2 separate regions of the Athene noctua genome follow, and region 2 is linked to region 1. The links are chromatin contacts, called in public Hi-C maps. All regions are on one chromosome and are shown on one strand. The core of a region is the stretch at or near the end of the contact, and the rest is flanking DNA. Distances in the headings are between cores, read along the strand shown.

What was found. Hi-C and Micro-C count contacts between places; a contact is called where the count stands out from the background.
Region 2: a Hi-C map of heart shows a contact between it and region 1, with 4 times the contacts expected there. The contact joins the promoter of REXO5 here to the promoter of CRYM in region 1. A contact is called at or near these places in 2 of 2 Hi-C or Micro-C datasets (heart and liver).

The regions. Positions count from the first base shown.
Region 1 is chr15:11,615,979-11,622,297 of bAthNoc1.hap1.1, forward strand. It overlaps CRYM (crystallin mu), which reads left to right and starts at 3,035. Exons shown (of 8, transcript XM_074919539.1): 1 at 3,035-3,532; 2 at 4,340-4,490; 3 at 5,543-5,605. The coding sequence starts at 4,353. It overlaps UQCRC2 (ubiquinol-cytochrome c reductase core protein 2), which reads right to left and starts at 2,886. Exons shown (of 14, transcript XM_074919477.1): 1 at 2,752-2,886; 2 at 1,139-1,231; 3 at 860-1,009. The coding sequence starts at 2,787.
Region 2 is chr15:11,793,756-11,800,491 of bAthNoc1.hap1.1, forward strand. It overlaps REXO5 (RNA exonuclease 5), which reads right to left and starts at 2,927. Exons shown (of 20, transcript XM_074919530.1): 1 at 2,865-2,927; 2 at 2,515-2,637; 3 at 757-878. The coding sequence starts at 2,634. ERI2 (ERI1 exoribonuclease family member 2) reads left to right here and starts at 3,015. Exons shown (of 8, transcript XM_074918871.1): 1 at 3,015-3,102; 2 at 3,320-3,459; 3 at 3,715-3,842; 4 at 3,984-4,140; 5 at 4,665-4,765; 6 at 5,891-5,972; 7 at 6,633-6,721. The coding sequence starts at 3,080.

The DNA.
Region 1 (6,319 bases), core at 1,785-4,284:
AGAATGATCCAGGTTTGCCTGAGCATTTAATAGGATTCTTTGAATTAAATAAACTTGACAAAAGCAGGGCAAGGAATGCCTAATCGTCACAGCCTGGCTGCTGTGTGAGAGAGACCATGTTTGTATCTGCAGCTGGAGCCAGACAGCAATTGAGATCAACAGGCACAATGGGAACGGCCACAGTGGGTCAAGCCCATGAGACACTGAGCCCAGCGTTCTGTATGTGACAGTGGCAACAGACCAGGCTGTTTAGATGTAACACCCCACAAGCCATTCAGTGGTACTCCTGCAGTACCTACAGGAGTTACTCCTTTTAGCAAGTGTTTAGGGACCTGCTACAATGAATGTGACTGATTCTTCTTTGAACCTGCTGATATTTATTTACCTCCACAGAATCTTGTTTAACTGAAGCTAGACATAAAACAGGAAGGGAAAACAATGTGCTTGAAATATCTTAATGGTAGTAGTAAAAAAACCTATTCAGAAATATTTCACACACAAGAAAATTGAGTTTGTATCAGCCACCCAAATTAACTTTTACTGCAGCTTAAATAAAATGAGTTATGTGCATAGCTTGATATAGATATTTTTTATATATATATATATATACACACACACACATATATAGTTTAAGACACCACTGGAGAACATGATTCTAAATAAATGTCACTGTCTGTCTTCCAGGAAGTAATAGTATTTCTCCTGCACTTGAATCTGGTAACCAAGAATCAATGTACATTCTTTTGAACTTGATGGGATCTCCTATGTTAAATTTTGCCATATTGTTTCTTTTCACAATCATAAACCTTCCACCATTTCATCTACTGCCAGTATAATAACAAAGAGAATAAACACCTACCAAATTAGATGCAAGACGAAGCAAGTGAGCAGTTCCCAAGTTACTAGAAGTTTCATATCTGCTGCCTGCTTTAATAAACACACCAATTCTTGAAGCTGGAGAAAAGTTTTCCAGAGACGCAATAACTAAGCCATTTGGTAATTTTGTGATCTGTATTAAAAAGCGAAACATTGGTTTAGTCATCCACTGGAAGTACTGTCACAATTCTGCTTTGATTGAGTTTTAAAGAATAAATTTTTAAAAAAGGAAAAAAAAAAAATTACCAGTATTCATACCAACCTCAAGATCCTCAGACTCTGGAGATAATTTCACTCGTTCTGCAGTTGCTGAGGTTGCAACCTTAGGAGCTACTTTAAGTGAATAAAGTCTCTTCTAGAGGAGAAAGCGTAAGAGAATGGATTTCCTGAATTAGTTGATCACATGTTCCATTACATATTGAAAAAGCAACCAATTATAAAGTAGAAATACAACGATCAACTTCAAGCCCCAGAGTAAAAAGAGCGATTCCCTTTTAATTTCTCTGTTTTTTACATCACTGTTCAAACCTGTGCAATGACTTACACAAGGTCTCTGGAAGTTCAATAAGTAGTACTGTAAGAAAGCCTTTTTTCTCCTCTCTTTGCTGTTGTGTAGTAGAAATCTCTACTGATACTGTATGGTCTGTAGGACCACTGTATAGCAGTTAAAAGAACAGTCACAGCATCCACATACACATAACACAACTTTGGAGATTATTTATCAGGTGTAGGCAGTTCAACTCCTGAAGAGTCACCTCTCAGAGCACCAACCTATGTACGCTGACTGCTGCATACAAAGATGACACGTATGTAAGCCCCCAAACTGCAGTGTAATAACCAGAAGCAGACCTTCCAATTGAAGAAAGAGGTGAACATCGTAAGAGCCTTCCCTTCAGTGGCTGCCAACAGAAATGGTAACACTATTGATTTCGAATCTGAAATCCCTTTCACCTTTTTGGAAGTTTCTTATACTTGTAAAATAAATTTATTTATTACTCTTCACATTAAAAAAAAAAAAATCCCATATATCTCAAAGTAAAAACTGAGTAACAGAAACACTGCTGCTCTCAGCTGTTGGGATACCAATGACATAATTCCCCTTGCTTTGCCACAGACTACTCAGTGACTGAGTCTAGGAAAAACTCCTTTCTTCCCTCACCACAAATTTGCCAAGACACCTACTTTTGACCTCTAAGCCTACTTATTTATGAGTTACTAGAACACATCTAAAATTAACTCACATACTGTGACTCAGAAGTCATTCACCATCTTATTAAAGAGCATTTCCAGCAGAGACCTAACACATATTACAGCTGTCCGCTGGCTCAACAAGACTTTTTTGCAGAAGAACAAACCTTCTGCCCCTTCCACACCTCCGGGATAAGCCGAGCCTCACTTGCCAAAGGCACCACCTTGCCACAAGGAGCTAGATCTTAACCAGCGATAAAGGATCCCCTCCCAGACCGCTCCTCCTCTCTCTCCGGCCATACCGGAGGTCCTGCCTCACCGGCCACTCTGGGAGAGGCCTGGGGTGAAAAGCCCCGGGGAGCCCCTCGCCCCGCCAGAAGCTCCCAGCGACGGAGCTGGGCGCAGGCCGGCCCGCGGCCTGTCTGACCTTCAGCCCCGCCGCCCCACTCCGCCACCCGCCCTGCCGGCTCGACCGAGGCCTCAGCCCCCACCCACGACCCTCGCTAACAGCCCCACAGACACAAACGCCGCCCGCTCGGCCGCCCGCCCGCTGCCCGCCCGTCCTGCTCGCCGCCCCGGGGCTGGCTGGGGTCAGGCCCGCCGGCAGCCGCCGGAGGCCGGACAACCGCTGTCACGACCATCAACGCCTTTGCCCCGCCGCGCACAACGCCTCCAGGTCGCCCTCACCGAGAAGGAACGCGCGACCACGGAGAATCCCTTCATCTTTCCGCGCCCCTCAGCTCGGCCCCGGCGAGGAGAAGATGGCTGTCCCGGAGGAAGACTCTGCCTTCCCGACACGCCCCATAGCGCTTTGACTTTCTAGCAAGCGGATACCCAAACTCTACTGCTCGCGGTTACAATCACGCTTTGGGGGTAGAGCGACACCTCGCGGGCTTCCGGGGCGGCTGTGCGCGTGCGCAGAGTGCCACCGCCTGCCGGTGCCTGCGGGGCCGCCCCACCCCTCGGGCCAGCCGTCGGTAAATCAGAGCGGACCCGTTTTGTGCCGTTCGTGGCCGCCTTCCCCCGCGGCGGGGTCTGAGGGGGCGCGGCCGTTCCCGGGGCGCCGGAGCTCGCCCCGAGCCGCGGTGCGGCCCTTGGCGGGGGTCGGGGTGGTGGGTGCCCGTCAGGGGGTTGTGAGGGGCCTCAGGCGAGAGCGCACCCAGGGGCGTAAGTTTTGCAACTGTGATGGTACATCCCGGGGAGGGCAGAGAGACCTGCAGACACCTGCTGAAACCGAGATGAGGAACCTGAGGAGCTTTACAGCCGGAGCCATGAGCCAGGACAAGACCTTGTGTGGAAGAAGGGCTCCGGGTTCACGGGAAGGACGCTGAGAGGCACCTCGTCAGCACCCACCAGGGACCAACACACCGAGGAAGGCCCCCGGGGAAGCCCCTCAGAGACCCTCCCCCAAATTTTAGTACATTTGCACAATATTAACATATGCACTAAATTCCCTGGAAATAAGCAGGTACTTCTCAGAAATTAACACGAATATATTTTTAATTGTATAGAAGGACTGTGCCTTTCTCTTTCGGGGTGCACGTTAGGGGGAGCGATCCCCCGTGCACCGGCGCCGCGATAAAGAGAATGCGCCTCTCAGTGCTGCATCGGCGTTAAGAGGTTTGTTCCCGATTTCGGTGACGAGGAGCGCGGCGCAGAGCGGGGACCCCGGTGGCCCGCGGGGCGGTGCCGCCGCGGGGCGGGCGGCAGCGGGGCCGGGCCGGGCCGGGGGGCGGGGGAGCCCCGCCGAGTACTTAGTGGCGGTGCGGGGCGGTGCGCGGTGCTGTAGGTCCGTCTCGTCTGGCTGCCGCTCGCCATGAGCGCGACTCCGCCCGTGTTCATCGGCGCTGAGGAGGTGGAGAAGCACCTGCACCGGGCCAGTCTCCTGCTCCCGGCGCTGGAGGCCGCCCTGGCCAACTTCTCGGCCGGCGCGGCGGGAGGCGTCGTGCAGCCCGTGCGCACCGTGGTGCCGGTGCACCGGCACGGCGGGTGAGGCGGGCGGGCAGCGGCGCTGCGAGGGGCGGTCTGGCGGAGGCCCGGGACGGGACGGCGGGAGGAGGCGCGGCGCCGCCAGAGCTGGGAACGGGGGCAGCGGCAGCGGGGGGCCGGGCTGCGGCGGGCAAGGGTCGGGACGGCGTGGGAGGAATCAGAGCACCCGGAAAGGCCCCGGGTACCTGGTTACCGAGGAGCTGGTCAGTAGCCTTTGTTAACCACTACGGCGCTGTAGGCTCCCATGCTAAAGGTACATGAGTAATGTACGTAATTCTCTTACAAGGTTCCTAGGAGTCATGCCAGCTTATAGTGCCGCAGATGATGCTCTGACAACCAAGTTGGTGACTTTTTATGAGCACAAGAAGGATTCGTCCGTCCCTTCTCACCAAGCGACTGTCCTCTTATTTGACCCCAGAAATGGTTCTTTGAAAGCTGTGAGTTTTATGTATGCTTCTGCCTTCTTCCCTGTTTATGTTCTGTCAGTTCTGCCATCTGATTCTTAGAAGCTACAGCTGGTGTAAATTGGTCTGAGTTTATCTGCATCATCAGCAAAGATGTGTTTGTGCCCCATGAGCATTTGGCCTAAATCATTGTATCTTTTGTATGTGTTAAACTGTGCTCTGTCTGCTCTTTACTACTACATGTGATGTGAAGGGTATCTGATGGCTTACAGGGTGGCTGGAAGAGAGAAATGATGAAGAATAGTTTACCTTGCGTTTGAAAGGGAAAAAACCCCTTTGCTCAATAAAGAATTGATTTTCAACCATCTTAAGTTAAATCTAAAGAGATTTACAATTGTTATAATAGGGCACAGTATTCAGAGTCTGATTTGTTTGTTTAAAAAATTTAAGAATTTTTAAAGAATATTGACCATTTTCATTACGCTTTAGTAATAGTCATTATTAAAGGGCCAAAACTGGTCAGGAAAACTATATTGGTCTTTTATTCCTAAACTGTATCAGAAAATCTTTCAGCTTTTTAAGCCCCTTAATTTGCTTGTATACAGTAGCTAATGCACATCGAGGCAGGAGTGCCCCACAGTGTGTGATACACATTAAGGGAATTCTGTGGTTCCCCGCCATCCCCTTGTGCAGACCAAGACGATGCCATGAATGACTGCCAGCTTGCACTGGTCTCTGGTCTTACTGGAGTGCAGAGTATTGCAGTTAGAGCAATCTAGTCCCTGCATTGGAGAGACAGGGAAGTGCAGTGCACAAAGAGCTGTTTGAGTTACAGGTGGCTTAGCTCTGACCAGTTTTCACTCCATTTGTGTTGGTGGAATGACATGGAAGAACTGGAAAAGACAGAGAATCTGCCCAGTTTTAAACATGTGACTGTATGGTTTGTGGATGCTATAATAGTAATTACCAATTTTATATTTTTATCTATGCTCTGTAATATCACATAATTCACAAATCTGATGAATATGTGTGGTATTTACTTATATTTTCAGTGTTCATTTCAGTTTGTTTGAACTTTTTTAAAGGTCCTAGATGGGAGTGTCATTACAGCAAAACGAACAGCTGCAGTTTCTGCAATTGCTACCAAGGTATGTCTTCTGATTCCTAAATCAAAACAAATTTAGTGGTGTTATATAAATTAACTAGAAGGAATGATGTATGTGAATTTTCATCAAATCCAGCTTTAAATTAGGTTTATGATAATGTATGTACCTTCTGGGTATGTACCTTTTCTGGGGGTTTACTGAGGTGTCTTCCTCTGTCATTTTTTTCTGTTTGTTTTAACATACTGCTTTATGACTTTGGGTGATGTAGATGTGATAAATTCAATTTTGTTTATCTGTACATCTTCTGCTGTTGGGCCATGCCATGTGGCTTGCACTGGACCTGGAGAAAGAGGAAAAAGGCACATTTCCAGGGGGCAGTGTGGGTCCTCTTAAGATAGATGGTGTCCAGGATAGATGGATGACTTGTCCAGAGGCGGCTCTTAGTTTCTCTGTTGTCACTGGAAGATGTCCAGATGACTGTCCCTGTCTACAGCCATAAACCTCAGTGTCTGAAGACAGGTGAGGTGTACCTTGCTGTATGTTGATTTACATCATTTCAATTTCAATTGGAAATTGTTGGGTTTGAATTCTTTTTTAAAACTATATTTAGCTGGGCTGTTAATAGTGGGAAGAGAGCAAGTCATCATCTAGTGCACAGCAGGGTTTTAGTCCTCACCTCAAAGGATGAGCCAATAAGAAGAGGGCCAGAGCTGAAAAATACTTCTGGTTTTCACCCATCAGCTTTGCATCAGAATG
Region 2 (6,736 bases), core at 1,677-4,176, 180 kb after region 1:
AGAAGAGGCTTTATACCTTATCTCAAACAGCCACATAATCCTGGAAGCACCAGAATATAGGAGACAGAGAAAGAATGAGTTATAGCAAAATTTTGCTGCAGTACCACTTCAAGACAGTTATATCTTATTAATGTGCATCAGAATGTGAACAGACAAGTAACTTCAGCTGTAGTGATGTAGTCTAGTGAATGAATGCATAAAATAATTATCACAAAATCATTTTCTATTCACTACTAAAAATCTAAAGTGGGATTATTTTTGCCTCAACTTGTGTTATATTTCACCATATTTTTGCCATCTGAGGTTATATACCCTCCTCAGCCTTTCTCTTCCATTGCTGAGAAGCTTCCCTGAAACAGGGCAAAGTGACTAAAATGTTTTTCCCCAAACACTCCAGAATAGACTCTAGTCTGTGTCAACTATGTCTATCATGAAATGTGTTAATATTTTTTGTATCATATTATTAACATGGTATTTCATTTCTCAGTGTGTGAAACTTCTTCATTGCCACAAAATTGTTTAGTTTTTGAAAGCTGCATGAAACAAAACTATGAAAGGGTAGAATTTTTGTCAGAAAGGGAATTCTGGTCTCTGGCCAAGTCTAACAACAGTAGTATCTACATAATACAGGCTGCCATTATGGCAACTGCGTTGCAAGGATTCCAAAACCAGCATGGCCAATATGCCTTTAGGTATGTTTTCACAACACATGAGGGCACAAGACAGGGTTGATTCCTGGATATGAATGTGTTATACCTGGGCTGTGTTGCATTGTGGCAGTTTCCCAAAGCTGCATACTTTAACAACTCATAGAGCTGATCGTGGTTGATTTCGCAGTCCTCACCAAATAAAGCTGCTGACAAACGAGATGACTTTTCCTGTAGAAAGGGAAATGCTAGTAAAGAAAGGTTTTATGTAATCACACAACTTCATGGAAAATGAAGTGAATTATATGGTAAAAGGAAACTATTTACATTTGAATACAATCAACTACATTTAAAACAACTTTTCCACTCATTATAGGCAAGTTTCCTTTCAAATTACACTTTAATATTAAATTTACTATCAATATTTCAGTAACCTAGGTACTCTAACTTCAAAGATTTATTCAATAAAGATTAATGTAAATAGATGTATGTAGTAAGGAGACAAAGCTATTTGATTTGCAAACACTATGTTCTGCTCTCTCAACCCATTCACCCACTTGCTGATGTAGAGGCTTTAGGCATTTATGTAAGTGTTACATGTTGTTGCTTCATGCAAGGTTTTGCTAAAAGCCATTTACTTCATTTACATTATGTGATCTGTTTTGGCAGATGGATTTGCTGACCCCTACAGGAAAAAAATTGTTTCAGTAAAATCCAAAACTGCAGAAAGCAAGCATGAAGAAGATGAGATGGAGTAGAGACTGCGCCACACAGTTCAACACAATAGTTCTTTAAGCCTAAATGCACAGATTCTCCTAAAAGCTAATCAGCAAGTAAACGCATGATTTTGGAGACCTCCACTGACCATATGGGCTGTTCCAATGAGCACTTTTCAGCTGTAGAAATTTTAAAGACGCTCTTTATGTGATGAAAAGACATCACGACATATAGGGGAAGAGAAAAAAGGCCACAGAACACTACAGAACATCAAATCCCACAAGATAAACAACTACCAGAATCTGTGTTTTCCCCACCATGCTAACAAGCCTTGGGCTCATAATTTTTGACAGAGCCTGCCCACATGGGACTGAGCTGGTGCACTTTTAAAGCCATTTGTCATTGGGTAAGAAAGCTAAATAGAGGCGACAACCTTTCAGGTTCAAGTGGTTAAGAATCATCTGGTAATAATAATAGTAACACAGGGTGGTGTAATTGCTAGTCCCTCATCTCTCATGCTAAGTTAGACAAATGACACCGTTGTTTTCAATACAGCCTAATTAGAGGTCTGCAAAAAACCCCCCAACCAAACAGTAGAAGTTTTGTTTCACCAAGCAAAGGCTACCTGCCAACTGCAGGAACGTCAGTCTCTAATCAGGTACAAATAAGACTGATCTCACAGGTCTGACACGCTTACTCTCGTCCCACACGGGGCACTAAAGAAGCTGTAACCCGGCTGAGTAAAGTGTTACCATGAGGTTGAAACTTTGGGATAATTTGCATCCTTCGGTTGTGAATGTGCTGAGTGGATACAATGCTCCTTTCAAGATCTACTTTGTTTAGGAAAAAGTGTATTAGGAAAGAGGAGAGTGTATTTATTTTTTAACAAAATTCCTTAAATAGAAATGCCTAACACCCAAAATGAGTTCATTTCCATATTTTTTGGAGCAGAACCTAAGCCATTTGGCATTATCTTTAGTCAACCCCCTACCTAGACTGCCAGAAAAACACGGTTTTGCTGAGTTTCCAGTATCCGACGTGTGATGCAATAAATGTACCAAAACCGTGGCTGTAAAAGAGAAATACCGCACAGGCGCGGGCCAGCGGCCTTGTCCCCACAGCAGTGCACCGGGCGCGCTCTGCCGCTCACCTCTGGGCCCCGGCCGCCGCCATCCGCCTTCCTCCTCTTCCGAGCCGCCGGCCGTTCCCCCGCCTCCGCAGCGGCTCCGGCGGGCCTTTTGTACCCGTTAAGGCAGACGGCCTTTGCCATGGCCTAGAGGAGAGCACCGCGGGGTCAGGGCGATGCCACCAGGGCCCCTCACAGCCCGGCAGCCCCAGCCACTCCCCCCCCCCGGGACAGGCCCTAGCGCCTGCCCACGGCCGGGGCTCCCCAGGCAGCACCGGGAGAAGGGATCGCCCGCAGCCCGGACGCCGTGGGGCCGATCTCCGGCCGCCCCCTCCCCCAGAGCCCCGAGGAGGGACCTCGGCCGCGGATCCCACCTGAGCCGCGCCGGGCTCTGCGGGCCCCGCGGAACACGCGGTCTCGGCACGCGGCTACCTGCGCCTGCCTGCGGGCAAGGCCGGAGCAGCCGATCCGCCGAGAGCGCGGGTGGGGGCGGAGCCGCTGCGGCCGGCGGGGGGTTTGAAATGGCCGCCGCGGCGCCGAGCCCGCTCCGGGCTGGTGGCTGCCCGCCCGCCCGGCGCTGAGGGCGGAGATGGCCACCAAGCGCCTGGCCAGGTGCGGGCCGCGGGGCAGGCACTGGGGGGGCGCGGGGCCCTCCCCCTGAGGCCCTTGAAGGGACCGTGGGCGGCGGTGGCGGGAGAGGCCCTGATGGCGGCCGGAGGGACCGGCAGCGGGGTGGGAGCGGCCGCCCGCCCCCCCAGGCGCGGAGGGGAGGGGATGCGGCGGCCCCTCGGCACGGGGGATGCTGAGCCGGTGCCCTTGCGGTCCGCAGGCAGCTGGGGCTGGCGCGGAGCAGTGCGCGGGCGCGGAGCAGCGCGCGGGCGGCGGCGGGGCAGCGCTTCGGGTACCTGATCGTCATCGACTTCGAGGCCACGTGCTGGCGGGACCCGGGGCGGGGCGGCCCCGAGATCAGTGAGTGCGGGGCGGGCGGCGGCCCGGGGAGGAGGGAGGGGAGGGAGGAAGGAAGGGGGGGGGGGTGCCCGGGGCCTGGCGTGCGTATGCCAGGAGGCGGCTTTAAACGTCGTGTCTTCAGTACATTGTGCTCTTAATAACGCCCGGCGATTCCACCCCAGTTTAAAGCACATGGAATAGTTCCTGTGAACAGCTTTAACCTTCCTGGCACTGGGGTTTTTTAGGTTGTTTTTCCTCATTTTGTTTTTGTCACAGTTGAATTTCCAGCAGTCCTGTTAAACACTTCAACGGGAGAGATTGAATCTGAGTTCCACACATATGTCCAGCCCCAGGAGCATCCTATTCTCTCTGAATTTTGTACAGAACTAACTGGCATAACACAGGTATGATTGCTATTTAGCATTATTTTACACCAGTATAATCGCTATTTACTGTTTTATTTAAAGAGGCCTTTAAAGGGCTAAAAAGAAATAAACCTCAAATTTCAGTGCACACTAACATACATCTTGTTTTGTTTCATAAAGAATCAAGTTGACGAAGGAGTCCCTCTAAACATTTGTTTATCACAGTTTTTGAAATGGATTCAAAAGATACAAAATGAGAAGAAAATTATATTCAGTACAGATATTCTAAGTAATGCTACTTCAGAAGCAAAAGCATGTACCTTTGTTACTTGGACAGGTAAATAAAATTTTCATTTGCTTTTTCTATGGAGTAAGCCCACATAAAAAATTAACATTTGGTGGTGCTAGTGAGATTGTGTTTTCACTTCTAGGCAGCCAAAATCCTTGGTTTCTGGGTATGTGCAATATTGGGATAAGACTGAAAATATAAAATTCATTGAATGCTGACATTCACTACATCTTTGTCTCCAGGGTCTCGTTACATTTTTCTGCTTTACATGTAGTGAACTGTGTCACAGTTCTTAATGTGTCTAAATGATTTAATGAGGTCTTTGAGATCTTTACCCATGGGAAGTCATTCTTTAATAACAACAGGCATTCACTTATCTTGACGTCCCATTGCAGCAACCCTAGTGCTTTTCATGTACAGAGACTTCATCAGCCTGCGTCTCCTGTCCAGCAGTACAGGACGCTACTACTATGTTGATGTTATGTCCCTTTATATAGATATTAAGCCATGTTTATATAGATTTTAGGCTGGTTCTTTAGTGATGGATTATATGTGGGGTTTTTTCTGTGCAGACTGGGACCTGGGTGTGTGTTTGCAGTATGAGTGTAAAAGGAAGCAGCTGCGAAAACCTGACATTTTAAATTCCTGGATCGATCTCAAGGCAACATACAGGGTGAGATGATCAACAGACTGTGAAACATCTATACCCATGTTATCATCTTAAAGGCTACCTGTATCTGAGGTTACAAGCCAGTGTTGTATGTTCCAGTGACTAGAGTAACCCGTTTGTTTTCTTGCCATGTTGTTATCACTCATTAACAAACTGCATGCCCTAGAACTGTGTGAATTTTAATAGAAATCTTAGTGCAAGGAAAACAACCTGGTGTTATTATTAGATAAATGAATGATAATCCTAGGACAATTTTTTTGAGCTGCTCTTCCTTTCCTGACATCTTTTGCTCTGCTTGCTTCCTAACTTCCCTCACTTTGTGTACCCTTATTGCTGTCTTACGCTGCTGCATAGAAAATAGTCATCATCATCATCTGTTTAGAGGTACTTAAAGGTCTAGCATGTGAGCTGCACTTGGACCAGAAAGTATATTCTGAATAGTATGAATAATGCAGAATGAACATATATTTGATTACATAGTCTACATTGCAGCAGAGCTCTAAAGCAGGGGCTAAGAGCCCCCAAGCGTACCTTTCCCTGTGTAGTCAAGGAAACTTTCAAAGCGTGGTCTGGGAGTTTACCTGTCCTGACACTTGGAGCTTAGGCTCTTGACCTCAGTATCAAAATTAGGCCTCTAAAGATAAACAGCATGACTATTCCCCCTTTCTTGTGATCAAATGAGATGCTGGGAGTGAGTAGCAATATTCACTTTTTCTTGTTTAAAAATAATTTATACCCATGCCAAATATATTAATGCCCGTGCCTTTGCAATATGCAACAGTTCAAACATCTCAGGATTTTATAGTTGTATTCTTCAGTGCTGCTCTGTTAAGGCCTTCATCAATGTAAGCTATAAAGTGCAAATTAATGACTCCAGAGCTAAGACAGAACAGATTAGTTTAAGACAGAGAAAGGATTCATGGTTCTTTCCATTCCAGTTTGTTACAGGGTAAGTCACTTGCGGGTTTAAGCTTATTTATCCTGACTGTAAAATTAAGATACCTGGCTTGTATGATTGCCTTGTGAGATTTATTATTCATAAGGTGATATTTCTGAAATGGTTTTCTCTTCACCATGAAGAAGTTTTGAAATGCTTTATGTTAAGCACCTGCATTTTTTTTTCCTTAGGCCTTCTATAATAGGAAGCCTAAAGGGCTAAATGGCGCTTTGCAGGATTTGGGGATAGCTTTTGCAGGACGGGAACATTCTGGTAAGTATGATATGATGATCCTCATTTTAATATATTTTTTATAAAGCTAACTACTATTTAGCTTTAGTTGACTAAACTAAAGCAGCTAGTAATAGCCAGTCATTACTCTAAATAGTAACAATTGTTTCCAGGTCATGCAGTGTTCTGTCCAACAAAAACATCAGAACAAGAAAGGCTAGATGCTTCAAAGACCAGAGTTTTTTATTTCTAACCTCCATACTTTATTTCTGAAATCTCTCCTAGTGCTATTGAGTGCAGGATCAATTTCTGAATTGCTAGGGTGCAAATGAGGTGGAGGAAGGATAAGGAAACTTGATTTTACCTGACAGCCCTGGACAGCATATTAGTGTAACAATACCAGCACAATATGATTTTTTTTTTTAATTTTTTTTTACAAGGTTAACAAAACAGAACAAGGATTTTCAAAATTGTGGATACATATTCAGCTCTGGATTGCCTCTTTAGCTGTTTCAGCACAGGGAATTTTTTGGAATTTTTTTACTTCCGTTTCCATTTTTTGAACTGGATAACTATGTTACAGAGTTCTGTGAATCCCTGTCATTTATGTAAGGCTTACGTAGATTTCATTTCTCCTCTAATAAGAGCTAACCCCAGTAGTAGTTTAAAAACAAGACATTAATATAACCTTATTCTTTTAAGGGTTGGATGATTCTCGGAATACTGCCCGTCTTGCTTGGAGGCTGATTTGTGATGGTTGCGTGCTGAAGGTTACTAAATCTTTGGATCAGGTTAGTATCTACTTC